5 separate regions of the Mus musculus genome follow, and regions 1, 2, 4 and 5 are each linked to region 3. A link is a contact called in public Hi-C and promoter capture Hi-C data. All regions are on one chromosome and are shown on one strand. The core of a region is the stretch at or near the end of the contact, and the rest is flanking DNA. Distances in the headings are between cores, read along the strand shown.

Evidence for each region. Promoter capture Hi-C pulls out the DNA fragments that hold promoters and counts their contacts. A called contact is a pair of places that touch in the nucleus more often than the background predicts.
Region 1: a contact with region 3 is called in a promoter capture Hi-C map of pre-B cells. The contact joins the promoter of Prxl2a here to the promoter of Ghitm in region 3. A contact is called at or near these places in 2 of 39 promoter capture datasets (cranial neural crest and pre-B cells) and 1 of 484 Hi-C or Micro-C datasets (CD4 T cells).
Region 2: a Hi-C map of LSK cells shows a contact between it and region 3, with 4 times the contacts expected there. The contact joins the promoter of Sh2d4b here to the promoter of Ghitm in region 3. A contact is called at or near these places in 2 of 39 promoter capture datasets (cranial neural crest and pre-B cells) and 1 of 484 Hi-C or Micro-C datasets (LSK cells).
Region 4: a promoter capture Hi-C map of pre-B cells shows a contact between it and region 3. The contact joins the promoter of Tspan14 here to the promoter of Ghitm in region 3. A contact is called at or near these places in 2 of 39 promoter capture datasets (cranial neural crest and pre-B cells) and 4 of 484 Hi-C or Micro-C datasets (B cells, CD4 T cells and memory CD8 T cells).
Region 5: a Hi-C map of CD4 T cells shows a contact between it and region 3, with 5 times the contacts expected there. The contact joins the promoter of Mapk8 here to the promoter of Ghitm in region 3. A contact is called at or near these places in 2 of 484 Hi-C or Micro-C datasets (CD4 T cells and CD8 T cells).

Annotation. Positions count from the first base shown.
Region 1 is chr14:41,012,544-41,015,443 of GRCm38.p6, reverse strand. It overlaps Prxl2a (peroxiredoxin like 2A), which reads left to right and starts at 1,611. Exons shown (of 6, transcript NM_027464.4): 1 at 1,611-1,746.
Region 2 is chr14:40,892,022-40,894,891 of GRCm38.p6, reverse strand. It overlaps Sh2d4b (SH2 domain containing 4B), which reads left to right and starts at 1,578. Exons shown (of 8, transcript NM_177816.4): 1 at 1,578-2,110. The coding sequence starts at 1,927.
Region 3 is chr14:37,133,920-37,136,650 of GRCm38.p6, reverse strand. Ghitm (growth hormone inducible transmembrane protein) reads left to right here and starts at 1,329. Exons shown (of 9, transcript NM_078478.5): 1 at 1,329-1,456.
Region 4 is chr14:40,965,621-40,968,398 of GRCm38.p6, reverse strand. It overlaps Tspan14 (tetraspanin 14), which reads left to right and starts at 1,503. Exons shown (of 9, transcript NM_145928.2): 1 at 1,503-1,623.
Region 5 is chr14:33,445,784-33,448,547 of GRCm38.p6, reverse strand. It overlaps Mapk8 (mitogen-activated protein kinase 8), which reads left to right and starts at 1,390. Exons shown (of 12, transcript NM_001310454.1): 1 at 1,390-1,533.

The DNA.
Region 1 (2,900 bases), core at 362-2,861, 3.9 Mb before region 3:
GCATATACTATGGCTCAGGAAAGCTCCCTCAACAGACTCTCTGAGTTGAATCCTGCCATATATTTATATGGAATGTGAGGTTGGAGGAAGATCTGGAAAGCCTTTGGATACTAGGTGTTTCCCAGGTGAACAGGGTTGGGGGAACACTGCTCAGAGATGACCGACCATCTCCTGGGTTTGGGATATGGCTCAGCAGGTAAAAGCACTGATTTCAAACCCTTGGTATCAGTAAAAATCCAGACTGATTGCAAGAGTACAGGCTTGGAATCTCAGGGCCTTGGTGGGCAGAAATAGAAGGCTCCCTGCAGCTTGCTGCCTACCAGCCTAGCTCCAGGTTCTGAGTATCAGAAGTACATCATTCCGATCTATCAGGAGGCACAAGGACTCTGCTCTTTCCCAGCTGTCAGATAACGCGTATTTGTCTCTGTTTACCATAGGGTGGAAAGTTAGTTGACTGCTGGAATAGCTAATTTTATGTCAACCTGACACAAGCTGGAGTCTGGAGAGGAGGGACTGAGAAAACGCCTTCATAAAATCAGAATGTAGGCAAGCCACCAAGCAGCACCCTTCCACAGTCTGTTTATCAGCTCTGTTGCCAGGTTTCTGCCCTGTTTGAGTTCCTACCCTACTTCCTTCAGAGATGGGCTATGATGTGGAAGTGTAAGCCAAATAAGCCCTTTCCTCTCCAATTGGTTTTTGCTCGTGGTATTTCATCATAACAATAATAACCCTAATTAGGGCAGCTCCTGACTACCTACATAACAGGAAAGCAGGGCGGGGTCTCCATCCCCATCCCCCACCCCACCCCCTTTTAACTTTTTGTCTAGGGTAACACACAGTTCTACAAGATAGTAAAATAAAAACTGTCTTACCCTCCTTAGTCTCTTGAATTTGTTATTACATAGCAAGAGTCTTGCTTCTTACAGTGAGAAACATGAGGGGAAGGTAAAGATGTACTAGGACAGCCTAGTCCTCTGGCCAGGTGTCAAGTCCCACACAGGTGGATACCCCCAATGCACACAGGACAGATGACCACTTCTGACCAGCGTGCCTGTCTGGCTGCTGTAATACTTCTTTGCAAACTGCTCTGTGATCTCTTTCTGACTGTCTCCCACTCCCCCACCTTTAACTATTCTGTGAGTTAATCCTGTTTCTTTTGACTACAGCTTTGATACGACAGTAATGAACACTTATTACAGGAGTGAGAAAAATGGGTAAAAGCCAGGCATGGCGGTGCACGCCTGTGATCCCAGCCCCTGGGGAACTGTGGCAGGAGGATGAACAATTCCAGACCAGTCTGAGCTACATTAAGCAACCAACCACGTTAGAGTATTAAGACAAGCCTGTCACAGGGTTGCTCAAAGAAGCTAGAGGAGCTGGTATTATCCTTAGAGCCAGTTCTCAGCTGGTTTTCTTCATTCTAATAACCAGCATTTGGGGGTGAAGATGGACGCTGGGACATCTACCCCACAAAGCCACGCTAGTTCCAAACTAGCTCCGTGGAAATCAGCGAGCAAAGAAGTGCCCGAAGGCGACCCAGTTCTACCCAGTCCCCAGTCTGGAGCTGCGGGGGCGTGTCTGTCACGTGAAAGTGGCGTGGTGGCGTAGGCGCTGAGCTGCGCAGGCGCGGGGAGACCTTAGTCTCACCCGCCCTCAAAACTGCACTACAACCGAGGAGGCACCTGCGTCCGCTGGCGCAGCTCAGGGGCCAGTGAGGTCCACGGAGGCGGGGTCCTTGGGGCGCAGGTGAGGATCGAGGCAGGCCAGGGACCGCGGAGACTAGATGCTGGATAGAGGATGTGACCCGATCCTCTCCAGGTACCGCTCTCCGATGTGCCCTCAGCCCACCACAGCGATCAGGACAGACTCCACGCTTGGGGCCCAGAGACCCCTGTCCCGGAATGGCGCTGGCGGCACCCAGCAGTCTGAATCGTTGGGACAGAGGACAGAAAAACTCTTGCCCACCCAGATGTTTGAATTGTTGGGACAGAGAACTGAAGGAAAAAAAAAAAAAAACAAAAACGTTTGCCCACCTCTCAGGAAGGGGCATCCACCCAACATGGGCTAGGCTGAAGGCTGCCAGGGGTGGCCGTGGCTATCCAGTTTCGGTATTGGGGTGTCCTGTGAGGAAGTCTCTGAGATACCTGCTCCTCCTTCTCTTCTAAGGGTTACAAACCTTTGCCTTAGAAAGCTCCGTTGTAAATTTCAAACCGCTGCTGAGGTGTGGTAATGAGATAATCAGAGCTCCAGGACAGCCCATCCTCCGAATTGTTAGGTTGTTGGAGTTGGTGAAAATGGCCCAAGGGAGAGCAAAGTTAAGGTCCAACCTGGCAGGGTTTGCATGGGAAGGTGACAATCCGAGTCTCGCTGCCACCGTGCCTCCAATGTTTTCACAGCCCTGTTACCTAGATTTTTGGTTTTATTTTTACTTCAACATTTCTTGTCTTGGAACTTGGTAAATGATTTATGTGAAAAGAAAATACTCATTGGATGTTTTGTTTCGAGACAGGGTTTCTCTGTGTACCTCTGGCTATCCTGGAACTCATTCTGTAGACCAGGCTGGCCCCAAACCCAGAAATCCTCCTGCTTGTCATGGAGCCCTGCTAATAGAATCTGGGTCCTCACAAGATACTCATCAGAAAATCCTTTGTTTCAAATATTTGGGGTGATCAATGAGTAATCCAGAAATAAGTAAGAATTTAACATCTCTGGCAGTCTTTGCAAAGAGCTTATAGCATCTTCAGTGATTCATCTCTGTAGAAGGTGATTAGGAAATTGTTCCCATTTTGCTAATGTGAAACATGGCTGGTCCAGGCTCATGCAACTTGGTTCTTCTCGTCCGACCTTTCCTTGGTGTCCTTCCTTATAAGGGATGGCATTTACCTGAGACCCTTTGTGTT
Region 2 (2,870 bases), core at 329-2,828, 3.8 Mb before region 3:
GAAGATGCTGCTGCGTTCCAGTCCGGCTGCACCTGGCGTGCAGTGCTAGGGTTGTGGTCCAGTTCGGTCGGCAGGGGGCGCGCCAAGCCAGACGCAGCTTCCAGGAACACGTGGATAAGAGCACTCAAGGAGCCCAGAGTGGCGGAACCGCCCCCTTAGTGTTCCAGAAATCTGACACAGCCCGTGGCTGGGTCAGGTTCACGTATTTGGTATCAATTGGCCTCCTGCCCCACTGACCTGGGATTGCTAGGGAGCGCTCCTCCCCCGCAAACAGAGCCTCAGTAGCACTAATGGAGTAATTTCTCCTATTCGTTTACAAATCCCAGGACGCCACTGCTTTCAAAGGCCTGGAACCATTCCTCTGCTTTTAATAGTGTTTTCTCTGCCTTCTATCCTGTTCTTTTAAGAATCTGGGGACACAGAGGCTAGATGTCCTTCCTGCCTTTGGTTCACCAGTGTCCCAATTTGCTTCCCTATTGCCTGGGATAAAACGCCGACCAAAACCGGCTTGAGAGAGGAAAAGGGACTGGCCTGAGAGGAGGGTGTCTGGCTGCCACATTCGTTTTTGACCCTGTGGGCTTAACTGGAGAGACTCCGCTTGGTTCTGCTTACTTTTGTGTCAGTCTTGCAGAGAGAGACAGATTCAGACTCCGGGTCTCTACCATTTCTCTTGGTTTCCGGATCCCTCTTCCATCCCTAGGGAAGTGGAGAAACTGATACCACCAATCCAACCTGCTCACAGTGCCAGATCTTGCCTGTTTTCTCCGGATAGGGTTGCAGCTTTAAACTACGAAGAGGATGTCAAATTTGAAATCTGGGTGGAGCGCTGCTGCGGCAGCCTACTGGCTGCATAGCCCGAGGCATGCACTACCTTCCTGGGCTTTCCTGTCTGGATAAAAGGACACCTATGAACAGCTCTGCAAGCAAGCTTATTAGAAAGGGAGCCTCGGGTCTCAGCAAGAGCAGCTCCTACCCACCTCAAAGCAGAAGCCTGGACATTTGTATTAAAGCAGACTAGCAAGGACTTGGACAACAAAGATATCAACAACAACCTCCCAAATGGCCCACTGGGGAGGCCTGTCTTTAAGCACATGCAGAGTTTAAAAGTCTGCTCTAGGGAAAGGAAATGATGTCATCTTTATGGTCATGAGCACTGTGGTAAGGTAATAACCCCTACATTTCTTCTACTGATTCCATTTTGTTCGCCAGTTTGAATCCAAAACAGATAGGAGGGAAGGCATTTCCTCCCCAAGGCACTTTAAGAAGTAATAACATTATCTTCCAGGTGCCCTGAAATGAGGAAGGTTGCTCATGGTGAAGCAGATACAGTTGTGGCACCTGGGGTCCCAGAAGCTTTTGAAAGTTGCATAGGCCTCTGACATTGGCTCAAAAGACATGGAATTAGTAGGCAAACAACTTCTTCCCCACCCCCTCTTATCTGCAGGGGAGGGATCAGTTCTCAGCTGGCCGGGCCAGTGTCACTGATACAGCTGGTGTCATTGTTACCTTCCACTAACAGATCACTCGACACCTCCCGACCCAGGTGGATTTGGGTCTGAGCAGATGTTTGGAGCCTTATTGTTGTAGAAACCCCAGGTGAAGCCACAACACTGCTGAAATGTGGTAATTTAATGATAAGTGATCTTAATAGGAAGCCAGGACTAGACAGCTCTCTGCCTCTGCTACCTCTCAGAGCCCCTTGGTTCTTGCTGCTTGGGTGAATAATGCTGTCCTGGCCGATATGAATCCATCATTGGCTGGGAGCTGAGACAGGACAAAGATGCTGTCCAAGGAGAGGTCATCTGGAGTGACTCCAAAGTGAGGAGCTAGGGCAGAATTGGCTCAAGGCGCTGGCCTGGCCCAGGGATCTTGTGTAGCCTTGGAGTTCTGACTGGCTGCACTCCGGTGTGCGTCCCCCACAGCATCATGCTGCAGCAGATCCTGCAGGACATGTACATCGACCCGGAGCTGTTGGCCGAGCTCAGCGATGTGCAGAAGCACATCCTCTTCTATAAGATGCGAGAGGAGCAGCTGCGGCGATGGAGGGAACGGGAGGCGTGGGATGCCCTGGCTCAGGCAGAGGGCCTGAGGCCCGCAAAGGTCAAGAGAGGTATGTGGCTTGGGGGTGGGGGTGGGGGGCGGGTCACCAAATCTTAACTAATAATGAGAAAGTTAACGAGTCAAGGCTGGGTTCTCCTTTCGTATGGGCACTAGTGTGATAAAGACTGGGGATTTGGAAGCCTTGTGCTGGGGCCTTTAGTCCCACTAGCTTGGGTTTCCAACCAGGATTATAGAAGAATGTGGCAGGGACTATGCAGGACTCAGATGGGCTGGGGAAGTGTAGACTTCCTCACTTCAAAGAAGGCGCTGTGGAATCTGATGCTTGACAATTGCATGGTGCATAACAGAGACCATTGTCTTCTTTCTTTTTCTGATTCTGGGAATTGAGTCTGAGGCTTTGTGTACTCTACTAGTAAGGTATATGCCCAGACCAAGGGCATATTCTCTACCCTTGAAAGACCCACAAAGTGAGGACTCTCCCACGTTCTGACTCAGGAGAGGCGACACCCCAAAATCCCCCACAAGAAACGGTCTTGTTGCAAACTGCAAGAGGATTTTTATTCAAGAGCGCTCTCCGGCCCACAGTCATACACCACGCAGGGGTAGAGGACCACGGCGGCCCGAGTAGCTGGGTAAGGGGGTATTTAAAGGAAGAAACCACAACTCAAGGAAGTGGGGAGGGCGTTGTTGGAAGATACCAAAGATACCAGTTAAGAGTCACAAGGAATACCTGGTAATTGTTAACTCTCAAGACAGCTTCTAAGAGCCCCTAACTATAGCACATTTGCATTGCAGGTTCTGGTAATGGT
Region 3 (2,731 bases), core at 80-2,579:
AGCTTGACAACAAACAAACAAAAATGTCATTGAAAAGTCAAAAGGTAAAAAAGAAAAAGAAAGAAAGAAAGAAGAGAAAAGAAAAAAGAAAAAAAAGAGAAAAGGAAAGGAAAGGAAAGGAAAGGAAAGGAAAGGAAAGAAAAACTCGGAAATAAACCCCTCTAGATCTCACCATCAGTAGTACACTCAAGAAGCAGGTTGGCTCTAATTTAAAAAAAAAAAAAATGCCACATTTGGTAGGAATGTTTTTATGGCAATTAGAAAAAATGTGTTATTCAATTTTGACACTATGCCCCACCCCCAGCCCCTGCCGCAGACTAGGTCTGTCTTACTCTGGCCATTCTGAAACTCACTACTATATAGACCATTGGCGTTATTTTCTGGCTAAACGCCCAAAACAAGAAACTCAACCAATGATTGTTTAACTATCCATCTAACTTCTAAAAGTTCCTAAAATTAAGGCTTAGTTTTCAGTACATACAAAAAAAAAATTGATCATAAGTTATAAAAACATAAACTTTATTAAAATGCTCAAGTTAATTTTGTGTATTGATATGTTCATACATGAGTTCATGTAGCATAATAGCTAAAGCAAAGTAGTGAAAATGCCTAGGTGGGTTCTGTCATTCCATAAATACAAAAGATTTGGTCCTGGCCTTATAATTAATTCAAAGTAAATTAATATATGCAGAACTCACTAAACCAGTATCAAATCCCTTAACATTTGCATAATGAATGAAAAGGAGAGCGCGTCAAGTACCTCTCACATAGCTCAAGACACCCTGCCTAGCCACAGCCCCAGCAGTGATAAAAATTAAGCAGTTAACGAAAGTCTGACTAAATTATACCTCTAAGGGTTAGTTAATTTCGTGCCAGCCAACGCGACTAGACGATTAACCCAAACTAATTACTCTCGGCGTAAAACGTGTTTTAAGAATGACTCTTAAATAGAACAAAATCCAATTTAAATGTGAAAATTCATTGTTAAACCTAAATCCAATAACAAAAGTAATTCTAAGCTGGCCTAGAGCTCACAGCGATCTACCTGCCTCCCCAAAAAGTGGGACTTAAGGAGTGCGCTGCCAACCAGTCCAACTCCCTTTTTCGCCCCCACACCTATTGGCAGCGAGTGCGCACAACGCACAACGCAGATGCCCAAAGCGTTTGCCAGTGTCGGCTTCCTTACTCGGACCCAGAAAGGACGCTGACTGTGACGTTTTCGAAACACAAACTTCCATTGGTCCGGTCTCCAAACCAAGCCCCGCCTTCGCCACTGCGCCCGCCCTTCCGTTAGAAGCCTGCTCTCGATTGGCTGCTTGTACTATTTACCTTTTGTCCGGATATTGCGTGACGCTGTGAGTCGCGCGGTTGCGGAGGAGCGGGCAGAGGGAGGTCGCACACTCTGAGTTTCGGTGACCCGGAAGGGAGCCCCGTGGTAGAGGTGACCGGAGCTGAGGTACTGCCTCGCGAGGCCTGAGAATTCCAGTCCTTGTGACGGGCGTCGGCACAGCGGGATCTGGGCTGGCTGCTACGGGCGGGGCGGGAAGGCCGGGCTCGTCCTCGCTCTTCATCTCCCTGGGCAGAGGGATGCTGAGTCAGCCGCTCGGGGACCCGCGCGGGGGCCCTAGCTGTCGGCGATCGGGTGCCGTGGGGGTGGTGCGTGGACGCGGAGGCAGCGGGCTAGCGGTGAGAGGGGAGGACCGGGCGCATCCGAACACTCAAGCTCAAGGAAGCGTTAGGAAGGGTCGCCACTAGTTCGTAGAGACCCAGCCCAGGAGCCGGTTTCAGACGTCCAGAATCTGCACTTAAATATATGGCAGATAACCCTCTTGGCTGTTCCACGACATAAGGCCACGCAGACTAGGTAGGCTCTGTTCGGGTCAGTAAGCTGAAGCCATAGGTTGAGATGATGTAATGGCATGAAAGTACCAAAAGGGCTCCGGGTTTTTTCCGCAAGGTCAGATGCCTAGAGCTGTGTGCACTTCGTAGTTCCGGAAATTCTTAACTTTGGAGGTGCTAGTTAAAACTTCTTTACATTCCTATAGTTTTAGGGTAATTCATGGGCGATTTCAAAGTCCCATTTTGGCCAAGTTTTCTTGTATTTAAATATTTTACAAATGGGGAGAAAGCGGAAATACAAATCACTTGCCTAAAATTCATCACAACTCATTGACCAGAAATGTGCCTTTAGCATCGCAGAAAGGCGTGTACTTAACTATTTATCGATATAGTCTAACTGGAACTGAGACAATTCAATTTTAGAATGTTGGGGGCAGGGGTTACCCTATTAAGAATACCAGAAGGTGTTTTAACAGGGAAACCTAGCAGGGCAATTTTGTTTATTTTGATTGAATGTTATGTAGTGGAATAATTTAATTTGAATGTATCTGTCGTATCTTAAAGGGAAGTAACATCTGACCTACTTGGTAGACATTTGCATGCCTGGCTTTTGTTCATGGTTTTTAGTCTCGAGTGGTTTAGTTATCTTTTCTCTGGATGATGTTTTTCTTGTGCTGAAATGTCACACAGATTCTTTTACTTTTACTCATTGAATGATGGAGTAAATATCAGGCCAAGCTATGTTTGTAAAATCTGTGATTGTGTCAACATAATAACATTGATTCTGTATTACATATATCTGGTCAAACTTGGATTTATATCATTGGCTGCCCATTCTAAACTAGATTTGTTGAGTCAGAAGGAACAAGGGAAGGATACAGCATTAAAAATT
Region 4 (2,778 bases), core at 254-2,753, 3.8 Mb before region 3:
ACTTGTACTTTCTGGACCAACTGCCACCCCTACCCCCCACCCCCTCTTCTAACTCTTCACTCCTTTGCTTTCAGTTTCAACATCAATCTCTCTCTCACCTTTCCCTTCCACATGCTCACTTTATCCCTGGGCTTTTGTCTTGTCTCAGCATTGATTTCATCTTGAAATGATTTGTCTTTTCTACTAAACAGTAACTATGTGGAGGGAGAGGTTTCAGGCTGCTGCACTCCCCAGGATAATTCAAGACCTGGTGCCCACACATCAGACACCCAATCATGCATTTTGGTTAGTTAGAGGTGACAATATGGACAGGTTTCCTTGCCAGAGAGGTCCTTGAGCTATCTGGCATATTCTAGAAACAGGCTACATCCCCATTGTTAAATAACCACAACTAGCAGCAGAAAGGTACATTCTATTTCCAGATTTTCTTTTTCTCTTTACAATGAACTTAACCTGTTGGCTGCGTGTGTTAAAAACATAGCCCCAGTCTTATGCCACTTTTGTATAGCCCAAGAGGAGCAGATCTGTCCCTCAGCTCCCGCAAATCTACACGAGTTTACCAAGCAGGACAAGGTTATGCTTTGCTCTATTGACAAGCAGATCTAGGCTGGGACGAGATCGGCCTTTTTATCACAGCAGTGTGGACAGCACTGTAAATCTATCTGCCTGTCCTGTGACCTTCCACTTCCAAGAATCAGCCCAGCCATCTCCTCAGCATAAAGGTGATGAGCAAATCTCAGCAGGACATCCAAAGGAAGCTTGGTATTTTTAGCACCGAGACTGGAAGGAGCGAGTGTTTACGGCTCAGCTGTAAAGAAATCTCAACCACCGTTTCTAGAAAACTACCCGCACACACTGGCTCCCAAGGCTGGGCAGGAATGCCTTCCATCTTAAAACCAGCCATTTCACCAATCTTCTTCCACCTCTCAGCCACCTCGAGCATCCCTTGACACAGGCATCTTGTAACTCGCATTTCTCCCTGGCTCGGCTCCCGCCGGGTTAAGAGCTAATACCAGAGGAGCATTTGCGCGGCGTAACTTGGCCGAGCGCTCAACTCTGCGGCCACAAGCGATCGACTTCGCCAGCGTCCGGGAGCCACAGAGAGGGCGGAACCGGGTAAATCCCGTTTGGGGCACCGCCCAGAGCCGGACAAAGGGGCGGGTCAGCGATCCGCCTCATTACCTATGGATGACCATTTGTAGGGCGGGGTGCACGGTAGGGGGTGGAGCACGGCGACCCGGGGGCGGAACACAGGCGGGGCGTAGAGAAGGCGTGGTGATCAATGTGGGAGGGGCAATCAGCGGTGGGATGTGGGCTGATAGCACAGTGGGGCGGAGCGAGCGGTGAGAGCCAGGCCTGGGTGGGGGGGAGGAGCGAAAGATGGGGCGGTTCCTGCATGGGGAGGAGCAAAGAGCGGGGGCGGGGCTTGGGTGCGCCAGACGCACTGGGCGGCTGAGCGGTGCGAGGAAGCGGCGCCTCTTTTTTCGCCGCGGCCCCGCCCCTCCGCGCCCCGCCCCCGCCGCTCGGACGGCCCGAGTCGCGCCCTCCCGCTCGGAGCTGCTGAACTTGCTCTAACTTCCTCGGCCAACCGGGCCGTGCTGCCGCCGCTGCTGCCGCGCCCGGGTAAGTAGAACGCGTGGCCTCGCTGAAGCGTCGGGCCTGTCTTTATTGTCTCGGGCCGGCCCTCGTGAGCGTCCTCTCGGGACAGCGGCTGCTCCCCGCGTTCCTGCTCGGCCCCTGGACTCCCTTGGCTGGCGGGGGCGGCCCCGCGGGTGGCGCGGGCTTTGTCTGCTGAGACCGCCCGCGAGCTCTGGAGGCCGCGGCCGGGACCCCGCTGAGCCGAACTGGGGCGCTGTATCGAGTGGGAGGCGCGGCGGGCTACCCGGAAGGTGTGTCTGCTCCCGGCTGCTGCCTGGGCTCTGTCGGTCCTCACCTGCGAACCCAGCGGAAGGCTCTTTATTCAGCTCCGGTCCCGGATGAGGGGACGGTCGCCCAGCCCCCACCCACCCTGAATGTGCACGCTGTCGCGGGGTCCCACGCTGTCCGGCAAGAGTTTAAGGAGGTGGCGATCCTGGCTTCTCGGTGCTAGTCGCTAAAGGCTGTGTTTGGGAGCAGAGCCCGACCCCTGACCTAGCCCGAGGTTTGGCCAAGTTGTGATTCTGGCTCAGCCTAGGTTGGAGCTCCTGTATTCCCTTCCCTCCCGGGCGTGCAGTGCAGAGGGTGGGCAGAGTGCACATTTGGGGACTTCGGCCCCTGAACCACTGAAACTCCTGTCTGGAGGACTGAAACTTGGTCTCCAGTGAGAGGCAGTCAGAATCCTCAGAACTCAGTGTCTTCAGCCAGTGCCTGCCCGGAGCTGGTTGCAGAGCCACGGTGACTGTATCAGGACACTGGTGTTCTGGGACATCGAGATGTGTTGGGCAGCGTGTGCAGGACGCTGGGCTGGAGCCTGTAGCAGGTGTGATCTCAGCTCTCTAGGTGGTCACCCCAACGGACTGGTGGATTTAGGTCAGTTGCCTGCCAAATCCTACACAGTTGTGGCTGTCAAGGGACAGTTTCCACACAGCCCCTTGGCTTCTGAGTAGAAGTTGGTGCCTGCTGAGTGCTTCCTTATTTATGAAAGGAAATCTGGGGCCCCACATTCTAACAGCTCAGAGGTTGCTGGAGACACCCTTTCTCTCAAAACTCCTCCTGGGCCCTAAAACCCTTAGAATGAAGCCCAGACTTCTGCTCTCTGGCTCCTCCCTTAGCTGTCCCCAAGTCTTTTTTTTTTTTTTT
Region 5 (2,764 bases), core at 141-2,640, 3.7 Mb after region 3:
GGATTTTGTTTTTATCAGTCTTCTCATTTTGCAATGTCTTCTTTGGTGTCCCAATAGAGCTGGCCTGTCTTCAGTTTTCCCAGTCTACCCCGTTCTGGAACTCCTTGTTCGCACATCAAGTTAACTCGGACATAATCCCTGGTCAAACCTGTTCTCAAATTAGGAGGCAGCTCCTTAGAGAAGGCTTTCCTGGCCTTATTAATACATTGGTTCCTTTCATAGTTGGATGTGTCCTTAATTTGCATTTTAGTGTCGATTTGATTTGGTGTATAGTTTATTATCTTGATACCACAAGAATTCTCTATAAGTTCTACTTATTGCTAGTGCTAGTACACTGCCTTTAAGAGAATAGGCAAGCAATAAAATATTTACTGGAGAAATAAGAAATTAAAATTAAAAAATTGCTGAGAGATAAAATGGGGGGAGAATAAATGAATGAGTGCTCACATTTGCTTCATGATAGCATCCCTGGAGAAAGACCATTTTAACATGTAATGGGAACAGTCTACCTGAATTTACTCAATACATATTTGTATATTTTGGAAATCACAGTATACTACACAGGTGTAAGAGAGACTGCCCTTTATTTCCTACTGTCAAAGCAATTGTCATACTTTTTTTCCAAGTTTAATATACTGTGCATGTAATATATTTTATATAAACGTAGAATCATTCTATATGTATGTGTTGCTTCTTTCTCTTAGTGATATTCTCCGTTGTTGGCGAGAATGCCTTTGAACTCTTTAAAGTGCTAAATATATTTTGCCTCATGAATGATAGTGATTTAAATACCTTTCCATCCATTGTCGAGGCTCGTCAGTTTATCCGTGAATAGTTAATATTTGCGAGAGCCGCAAGGACTTGCAGGTAAATCAGGTAAGGCAAAAAATCTGGAGCAGGAGGGTTTGGGGGGTAAAAGGAGGTAACTTCTTCCAGGGAGCTAGAGAACATCTACTCCTTGGTGGGTGGTAGGCCCTTGAAGAGTATCTGTCAAACCAGGACTCTCCGTGGTTCAGGTGTGTGCCCTGGCACGCGTGCCTGACCTTCAAACACTAACCCCTCCTCCCCGCGAGGCTAGCAACCATGCAGGCTTAAGCTATGACTGGTGTTTCGCCGCCACGCGCCGCCACGTGCCATCGCAGACCCGCCCCCTGCTGCTCCCGGCCCCGCCCCTCACACGCGGCCGCCCAGACGCTGCTCGCGGCCCCGCCCTCAGGGGAAAACCTCCGCTACTGCAGCCCGCCCCCCAGTGTAGCCACGCCCAAGTCGCGGGGCCACGCCCTCGTAATCCGGGCCCCCGGGGCTGGCCCGCCCCTAGGCCGCTCGCCGGCGCGGAGGCGGGGCCCTGCGCGATGACGTGGGCGGGCGTGCGCGTTGACGGCCCGCGTCTCTGTTAGTCAGCGGAGCGGCCGAGGCCGGACGTTGCGGCCGAAACGCGGAGCCGCGAACAGGATTGAGTAGCGGCCGCGGCCACCGCAGGACGGCGCCGTTCTCCGCTACGGGCTTCCAGGTCGCCGTTGGCTGCACTGCCGGGTGAGTGCGCGGGCGCCGCGGCTCGGGCGGCCGCCGCTTTTCCCCGGCCGTGACCCCCTCCCGGGAACGCGCGCGGGGCGGGGGCGGCGCGGGAACAATAGCGCGGGCGGCGGGGGCAGCGGGGGGCGTGGTCCACTCCGCGCGACCTGGCTTCACCGCTCCGGCCGGCTTCCACGTCGCGCGGGGGGAAATGGAGCGGGTGGGCGGCAAGTTCGGAGGTGCTCCCGCGGAGGTCGGGCCGACGCGACCGTGCATACGTCTCCCGCACCCACGGGGAGCGTGTTTTGACTGTGGGCGGTTTCTTTGTGCGGACGTGAGTGCCGCGACGCCGAGAAGAGCCGGGTGGCCGCGAGCGCGCCGGCCTGCGGGCCGCGCCTTGAGAGGGGCGCCTGCCGCTGACCTTTTGACTTTCCCCCGCCGCTGTCCCTTTGTCTTGCGCTTGGGTTCCTAGTCCAGACAAGGTAGAACCAAGTCCATTGTAAAGTACCGTAAGGAACGCATTACATTGTTATTCCCGAAAGTTTCCCATCCCACCGGGAATTTAATATCATGTTGACTGCACAGTGTCCGGTAGTTTCTATTTTTACTTCTGAAATTAAGTGATCTTTTCAGTAGAATTCTGGTCTGCCGGTCTATTGTGTTTTGAGATCAGCTTCCACCAAGTACCTGGTCAGTTAGAACATGTTTATTTCATTCATTCATTTGGCAACAGTTAGTGCTGTATCCAGGTGGAGAAGATGTGAAGGCCAAGAGAAAGACCCTTAAAAATTAGGGTAGTATGGAACAGAATAGATGTGCCTTTAAATGAGACGATTATGTAAGGGATGTATGTTAAGTAAGGTATTTGGCTCATTTGACTGGAACTTCCAAGGATAGTGTTAGGAAGAATATCCAGGTTTGGCTTAAATATACTACCTTTATTCTTAAATCCCACCCCCCCCTTGTCAATTTTCGTATCATTGGTAATGGTTACTTCAGTTCTCTTATTGAGGCTGTTAAACTTGGAAGGTTTACTTCTGTGTCTGACGAAGTAATCAAAATGGTACTTAGAGGCCTATTTTGCATCATTTCCCCATCACCAAGCATGGAAGTCATACTCATTGGGTTGATTGAAAGACTTTTATAGACAAAAATTTAAAATAAAGCCTTAAATTCTCCACGAAGTTTCAGATGTGTCACATACCACTCTCAGTTGGCTAGATCATAAATTAATAGAGGATGTTACCTGTTA